Linked DNA regions of Oryctolagus cuniculus: region 1 is linked to region 2. The links are chromatin contacts, called in public Hi-C maps. All regions are on one chromosome and are shown on one strand. Each heading gives the region's core, a stretch centred on a gene start, on an enhancer-like site or on the middle of the called end of the contact. The rest is flanking DNA. Distances are from core to core; before and after follow the strand shown. Region 1 overlaps IKBKB (inhibitor of nuclear factor kappa B kinase subunit beta). Region 2 holds the start of PLAT (plasminogen activator, tissue type).

What was found. Hi-C and Micro-C count contacts between places; a contact is called where the count stands out from the background.
Region 1: a Hi-C map of an unstated tissue shows a contact between it and region 2, with 2.4 times the contacts expected there. The contact joins the enhancer-like site here to the promoter of PLAT in region 2. A contact is called at or near these places in 2 of 6 Hi-C or Micro-C datasets (skin fibroblasts and an unstated tissue).

Annotation. Positions count from the first base shown.
Region 1 is chr2:92,495,530-92,498,944 of mOryCun1.1, forward strand. IKBKB (inhibitor of nuclear factor kappa B kinase subunit beta) reads left to right here. Exons shown (of 22, transcript XM_051832412.2): 6 at 1,101-1,189; 7 at 2,078-2,167. Among named protein-coding and RNA genes, the nearest start is that of IKBKB, 25 kb to the left of the region's middle. Within about 2 kb of position 1,877, at least 1 of the 8 cell types and tissues checked has an H3K27ac peak or open chromatin away from gene starts, as enhancers often do.
Region 2 is chr2:92,396,286-92,399,840 of mOryCun1.1, forward strand. It overlaps PLAT (plasminogen activator, tissue type), which reads right to left and starts at 1,955. Exons shown (of 14, transcript NM_001082769.1): 1 at 1,880-1,955.

The sequences.
Region 1 (3,415 bases), core at 627-3,126, 99 kb after region 2:
GCAGCTTTACCCACTATGCCAGAGCGCTGGCCCCCAGCATAAACTTCTGAAAGCTTCTTAGATAATTTTTTATACTTACGTCATATAGTTTTCTTCACAAAGCATGATTCTTTCTTTTTTACCCCATGGTGTTTTCAGTTTTTGTTGCTACTGTGAGTGGATTTTTTTTTCCCTTTTCCGTTTCAGCTAGATGCAGTTGACAGAAAAGCTGTTGACTTCTGTGTGCTTATTTGGTTTCCAGACAACTTACACTTTCCAGTTTGTAGTCTGAGTTCCCCGGGCCTATTTAATCTCCTTTCGATGCTTGTTGGTTCTTTCCTTTGGTTGTACAGTTAGCCAGGATCTCGGTTAAAGTCGTAAGGCCTCTCTTACGGGTAAAGGCGAGGTATTCTGGGCTGGAGCCTGAGCCACACACACAGACCCCCGTGGCCCTGAGCCTTGGGCGACATCGCTCTCCTCTTCCCGGCAGAAGCTGTGGCCAGCGAATGACCTCACAGCCAGTGTTGTGCAGACGACTTCACTCCCAGCTGCGTGCTGAGCTCTTGACCCCTTCGGGGAGCTGGGCACGTAGTAAATCCACTGAACTGTCTACACGTGTTGAAGGCTCTCCTCGTGGCTTCTCCCACTTCCCACTTCTCCCTGGAAGCTGGCTCTGACCTTGTGAGACTCTAGACCCTGGGGCCACGGTGTTCTCGGCCCCAAGGGCCCTCCTCCCTGCCCACCCTGTGGAATTTAGATTTTTGCGCCTGTAGCCAAGAAGAGTTCTCTTCTCAAACTTTGTCGGTGTCAGCGTCACCTGGACTTGCCAATTCAGACTGTGGGTCCCCCAGGGTGTCTGAGGCAGTAGGATGCTGCTGGCCCACCTGCTGCTCTCGACTGTGGTTGGCCGCCTCCTGGACGCCAGGCTGAGAGCCTTTTCTTTGCATGGAAAATCCAGATTCCGGTGGCTCTGCCAGTGTAGCCTGGTCACCCCCCCCCCCTCCCCAGCTCCACTGAGAGTTTGTACACTAAGGCTGCGGCCCACTTCAGGGGCACAGGACGCTCCGATGGAGAGCGCGTTTCTGGCTTACTGAGAATTCACTCCCTCTGCGCCCTCGTAGCCTCTGCGCTTAGATACCTCCATGAGAACAGAATCATCCACCGAGATCTGAAGCCGGAGAACATTGTTCTGCAGCAAGGAGAGCAAAGAGTGAGTGGCCTCCCAGCACAGGGGAGTGGGCAGTGCTCGGGGCAGCTGCCCGTGGGAAAGGAGCAGCTCTGTACGCCTGTTTATATTTGCATTTCCTCGCCTGGTGGCTTTGCTTCTCTGGGGATCAGAATTCAGCAACAAGTCCTTGCTTGCAGATGGAGGCCAGTTTGAATGGCTCCCATTGTTAATTGCCCACGTTGCAGGAATCCGATAAGAACCTAATGTTTGTTGCCTCCACCCCCAGCCTTTGGGACCAGTGCTTCTCAGAAGCAGGCTGCGTTTGTTATGAGGGCCTCCACTTTGGTTGCTAGTGTACAAAGCGGCTACACTAGCTGCTTCCAAGCGTGGCTGGGAAGGGGCATCGAGAGCTGGGGCACCTGTTCCTCCAGCCTGGTCCAGTTCGCAGTCCCCCAGAGCTGTGAGTGAGCTGATCAACGACCACCCTGCTTAGGTGGGGTGAGGGGTAGAGGTTGGTGTGCTCAGCCGAGGGGCCGTGGTCCCTTGGCTCCTAGGACACCTGATCCCTTCAGACACATGGCCTTCCCAGGCCCAGCCTCTGACAGCCACAGGCTCCCCTTTGTTCAGCGCTCGCTCACGTTGCTGGCGATGCTAAGATGTGACAGCTGGGGAGTGTCGGGAAGGGGCTGACCCGGGCTCTGGGTCTGAGGTCTGGTGCACGGTGCGTCCATCTGACCAGCGGCCGAGCCAGGAGAACATGAGCCGTACAAGGGCGCCCTCCTGTGTGTGGTGGCTCTTAGGGATTCAGGATCTCATCCCACCTGGGAATTTAGAAATGACGTAGCTCTAAGGGCAGGCGACCAGAACCCTTGTAGAAGGACAGTGTCGCCTCCTAACCCTCAGGTTTTCCCTCCTCCCTTTCCTTTTCAGTTAATACACAAAATCATTGACCTGGGATACGCCAAGGAACTGGATCAGGGCAGCCTTTGTACCTCCTTTGTGGGGACCCTGCAGTACCTGGTAAGAAGTGGCATCTACGTTTGCCTCTCAGCTTCTCTCTGGTGGCCATGGTGGTGGGGCAGCCCCGTGCTGCCGGCTCTGTGTGGTCTCCGGTGTGAGGTCCAGCCTGTCACCAGTTCACGTCAGCCTGTTGTGCCCCCAGAGGCCCTGCGGAAGGATGTGGTCCTTGTCTCTGCTGCCGGAGGGCGTGGCTGGCTCCCTTACCCAGGCCCCATAACCTCGCCGGCCTCAGTGTTTTGTCTGAGGATAAAGAGCATGCAGTAGACGCGTGCTGGCGTGGAGACCGCGGTCTCTGTGAGGAGTCTCACGCATCGAGGAGCAGGCAGAGCTGTGCGCTCCACGCCCTCTGCATACTCCAGCCTAAATGTCGGGGTTCTGCCTGAGTCCCTCATTCCTCCGGGACACCAGCCTCGGCGGTTTGTGTAGCAGGCACTTGAAAGGCGCTCGACTGGCTGACCTCAGTCATCCTATCACTGAAGCCTGCCGACTGGGTGCCAGGCTTCTCTGTGACCCGGTTCCCAGCGTGCTGACGTGTGTGGGGCTGACTCAGGCACCTGGGTGCCCAGGACGAGTAGTTAAGTAGGGCCCGCTGAGCACTGCCCAGGCTCAGAGCTGAGGGACAGACCCCAGCGCTCTGACCCGCTGCTGAGTCACCACTCACCTGCGGGATTATTTGTAGATAATCAGATTGACCCGAACATCCCCACATTTCTTACTGGGACTCCTTGTTCTTCCTCCAGTGTCACAGTTCCCGCCAGCCTGTGCACAGGCCTGTCCCCATGCCTTTGCTATGACGGCCCTTTCCGGAACGGCCCCTCCCATCCGCTCGTGTGAAGAGCTTTCTGAGCCCAGCTTTGTGGCCCGTCCTGGTGCCCCACGCCCACCCCCCGCTCCCTCGCTTTGGCAGCAGTCCCTGCCAGAGTGTAACCACCCCGCCCTGTTGTGTGGTCAGGTGTTAACTCGGTTCAGGGTGTTTGGTGGTCATTCAGTGTGTGCGTCGTGTATCTGGTGCGGACGATGCATGTCCTGGCAAGTGCTGGTCATCGGGCACCTGCGATGCGTTGCCGGACGACTGGTGCGGATGGCGTGAGTGCTGAGTGTCTCTGGCGCCTATGAGGCGTATGCGTGCCAGCCATCTGGTGCGCTCTGTGTGTGTTGTGTGCCTGCTGTGTATGATGCGCGCGCTGGGCGTCTGGCGCTTACGACACGTGTGCCGTGTGTCTTCTGCTGCTGTTCTCCTTGCTTCCG
Region 2 (3,555 bases), core at 705-3,204:
ACAGCTAGAGCTGGATGGCCCAAAGCTAGGAACCAGGAGTTTCTTCTAGGTCTCCCATCTGGGTTTGGAGGCCCAAGCACTCAGGCCATCTTTTACTGCTTTCCCAGGCCATAGCAGAGAGCTGGATAAGAAGTGGAGCAGCTGGGACTCGAACCAATGCCCATATAGGATTCCCACACTGCAGGCGGCAGATTTATCTGCTATGCTACAGCATCAGCACCTCAATAAATCTTAAAAAAAAAAAAAAAAAAAAAAAAACAACCTGCTGGCAGATTAGTACCAGGCCTCACTTGGACAATAAGCCTTCCCAAATGCACCGTGGGCCGGCTACACCCTCACGCACACACCAGTGGCATGTCTGGGCGGCTTGTTAGCAATGGTTTGACCGCCACGGGTCATCAGCTCTGCTGTCAACAGGCCCCAGGCGAGCTACAAGGCTTACAAAGTAAAAGCAGGATAATCGCTCTCGCTCACCTACTCCCTGGCTGCAGGGGAGTAACTCCCACGGCTGCTACTGCCCCTGGACTGCGATGTAGCAACAGGGAGTCAGACCGTGGAGGGAGCCAATGGGACACATAGAAAAACATGAGCTGAGATGGTCTCGGGCGTCCGAACACGGATGGAGCCCCTTGGGGGAAAGGACAGCTTTGCAGCTGCTCCTGGAAAGATTCAGATTCCAGGCTCGGAGGACGGCTCAGGGCGAGCACGTGGGGTGGACGGAGCGGTTGCAACACCCACGGGCATCCCTGCCGGTGCCGAGTCTGACTCGGCTGTCACCGGAAGCAGCGGCTCAGGCTGACCGTCATATATTGACTCTGGAGGAGCCGGCGTCTGCAGCCCAGGCTGAGTCTCCCGGGCCTTGAGTGAGAACTGCCGGGAAGCCACCTTGGGCGGGAAAGTTCTTGGCCACTGGATCTGCAGGATTCCTTCCTGGGGTTTTGCAAATGCACACAGATGCGCCCCAGCATGTATGCACGCAGGTACACACACACACACACACACACACTTTGGTCACCTGTCAGCTGCCGGAGACCACCATATCATACCAAACCGTCCAGCAGAAGGGTCTTTGCCTGCACTGCTTTGCGCTCCAGTGTGCCGTGAACGACCCAGGAGCTCGGCGTAGGTCCCTCCCTCCCTCCCTCTCTCAGCTGCCTTCCCTGGGAGACTATGAAAAGAAAGACAATCCCAGTGAAAATCTAGACAGCCTTGCGAAGCTTCCGGCAGATGCCCGAGGAATGAAAAGACAGCCCCCTGGTGATTGAAAACTCCTTAAAGAGGCCCGCACTCCTGACGAAGTGCTTGGAGAAAAACAATGGGGGACAGACCGGCCGGCGGGAGGCTGGGGTGAGGGTGTGCGGCGAGGGCAACGTGCGAGGCGGTCAGAGAGGTTTCTCCACCCTGACTCGCTCGGAAAATCCACCTGCGTCTCCGCGTCCCACCTGGTTAATCACGAGCTGGGTGCAGGTCACCCTGCACGCCCCGCCTGGGCTCCTCACCGGCTCACCGCGGGGGGGGGGGGGGAGTGGGGCAACAGCGGACACTCCCATCCTCGGGCCCAGGCAGCCTGAGCCTGCAGGAGCCCGGTCCACCTTCGCAGTTTGCTGTCGCGCAGTCACGAGGCGGCCTCATTCCCTTCACTCGGCCGCTCTCTGCCGCACGTCCCCAGCCACCTCGCCCTCGAGAAACGTCTCAGCGTCCCACCGGACTCCACGCACACACAGAGAAAGGAACCCTCCTCCCGGGGCAGGTTTTAGCTGGGCCTGAATGGCAAAGTCAGTCCCTCTACTTCAGCATTGGCTCAGATTGCCCAAAAGACTTTGAAGAGTGAGAAGAAGAGACGGCGGCGGCGACAGAAAAGCCCAGAATCCCATCTTACCGTGCCTCTGGCTGCTGCCGGTGCGCCGGCTCCTCGGCTGCTTGGTGTGGCTTTCTCTCCTGCCCCGGGCCAGTCTCCCGAGCCAACCGCTCCCGCCTCCTTTAATTTCAAGGCAAGGGGGTGGGGTCGGCGGCCCCGGTGGGCGGGCTCCAGAGGATGCCCAGAGGACAGGGCCCCCGCAGGGAGCCAAGCAGGGGGGCGGGCTTGTGTTCAGAGGAAGGGGGGAGGAAGTTGTCCCTGGAAGCAGCTCGGCCCATCCTGGCGCGGGGCCAGCCTGATTATTCACCGTCCTGATGTCACCAAATCCGAGGAATTGGGGAGCTGCATGGACCTTACGTACCGTCTTCCCGGGTTAGGAGGCTGGGTCAGCAGCTTTATCTGTACAATGCCTGCTGGCCGCCTTGCCCTCTGGGGACCCGAGTGGGCGGGGTGGGGGTGTGTGGGGAGGAGCAGATGGGTCAGCTGCACCCAGGACAGGGTTGGAGCTCCTTGGGGTGGGGGTGGGGACAGGGCTGGCCGGCCTCACCTGCAGTGAAAAATGCACCCTTCTCCCCCACACCCGGAGGTGGTTCCAGGGACAAGCATTTCACTTCTCTGGAAAGACAAGGGCTGCACCAGTGGGCCCTCTAGGTCTCTCCTTTCTGCTTTGCTTGAGTGGGATGGAGAGAGAGAGGCTGGCGTGGGAGGAGAGGTGGGAGACCCGAATCAGGGCTCTGCGGGAGCCCCATCCCGGCCACCCAGCCACCTGTCCCTCAAGCTGCTGCAGACCAGTCCGGTGCTCCAGGATTTGACACTCAACGCCCGTGCTCCTGCCAACAGGTGTGTGGATGCTGACGGAGGTCAGGGAGTCTCGGGTTTGAATTCGGATCTTTCAGGCATTAGGGATACAGCCTCAGGGGCCTCTCTGCAGGTCACGTGAGCAGGAGAAACTGGCAGCACTGTGCTGGCCAGAGCCCCTCCTGGTCGAGGTCCAGCTGGGATGCAGCATTGGGAAAAACCAACAAGAGGTGCAGGAAAGGGCGCCTGGCGAGGGGAGGCAGCGTTCGCGGGATGGGCAGCTGGGGTGACCACAGCTCCAGGAGAGCCAGCTCCCGCGTGCTGACCTCCAAAAAGCTCATGAAAAAGCAAGAACTGTGCATGGATCTTAAACCTCTTTTTTTTTAAAAAAAATTATTTATTTGAAAGGCAGAGTTACAGAGAGGCAGAAGCAGAGAGAGAGAGAGAGAAAAAGAGGTCTTCCATCTGCTGGTTCACTCTTCAAACTGCAACAACAGAGCTGGGCCGATCGATCCAAAGCCAGGAGCCAGGAGCTTCTTCCAGGTCTCCCACGGGGGTGCAGGGGCCCAAGGACTTGGGCTATCTTCTACTGCCTTCCCAGGCCATAGCAGAGAGCTAAATCGGAAGTGGAGCAGCCGGGACTTGAACTGGCGCCCATTTGGGATGCTGGCAGTGCAGACAGCAGCTTTGCCAGCTATGCCACAGCACCAGCCCTGGATCCCAAAATCTTCTGCACCAAAACATTGTTGGGTGCCATGAACTTTCTGAAGCACCCTCTCAGACTCATATTTGCCGAGCTGGGAGAGTTGATTTTGAGGCTGGAAAATAAGGTAGCCACGGCTGAAGCCAGACGCCAGATGGCTTTTCCACATTATCCAGCTGTGGCCTTGCCAGGGGGC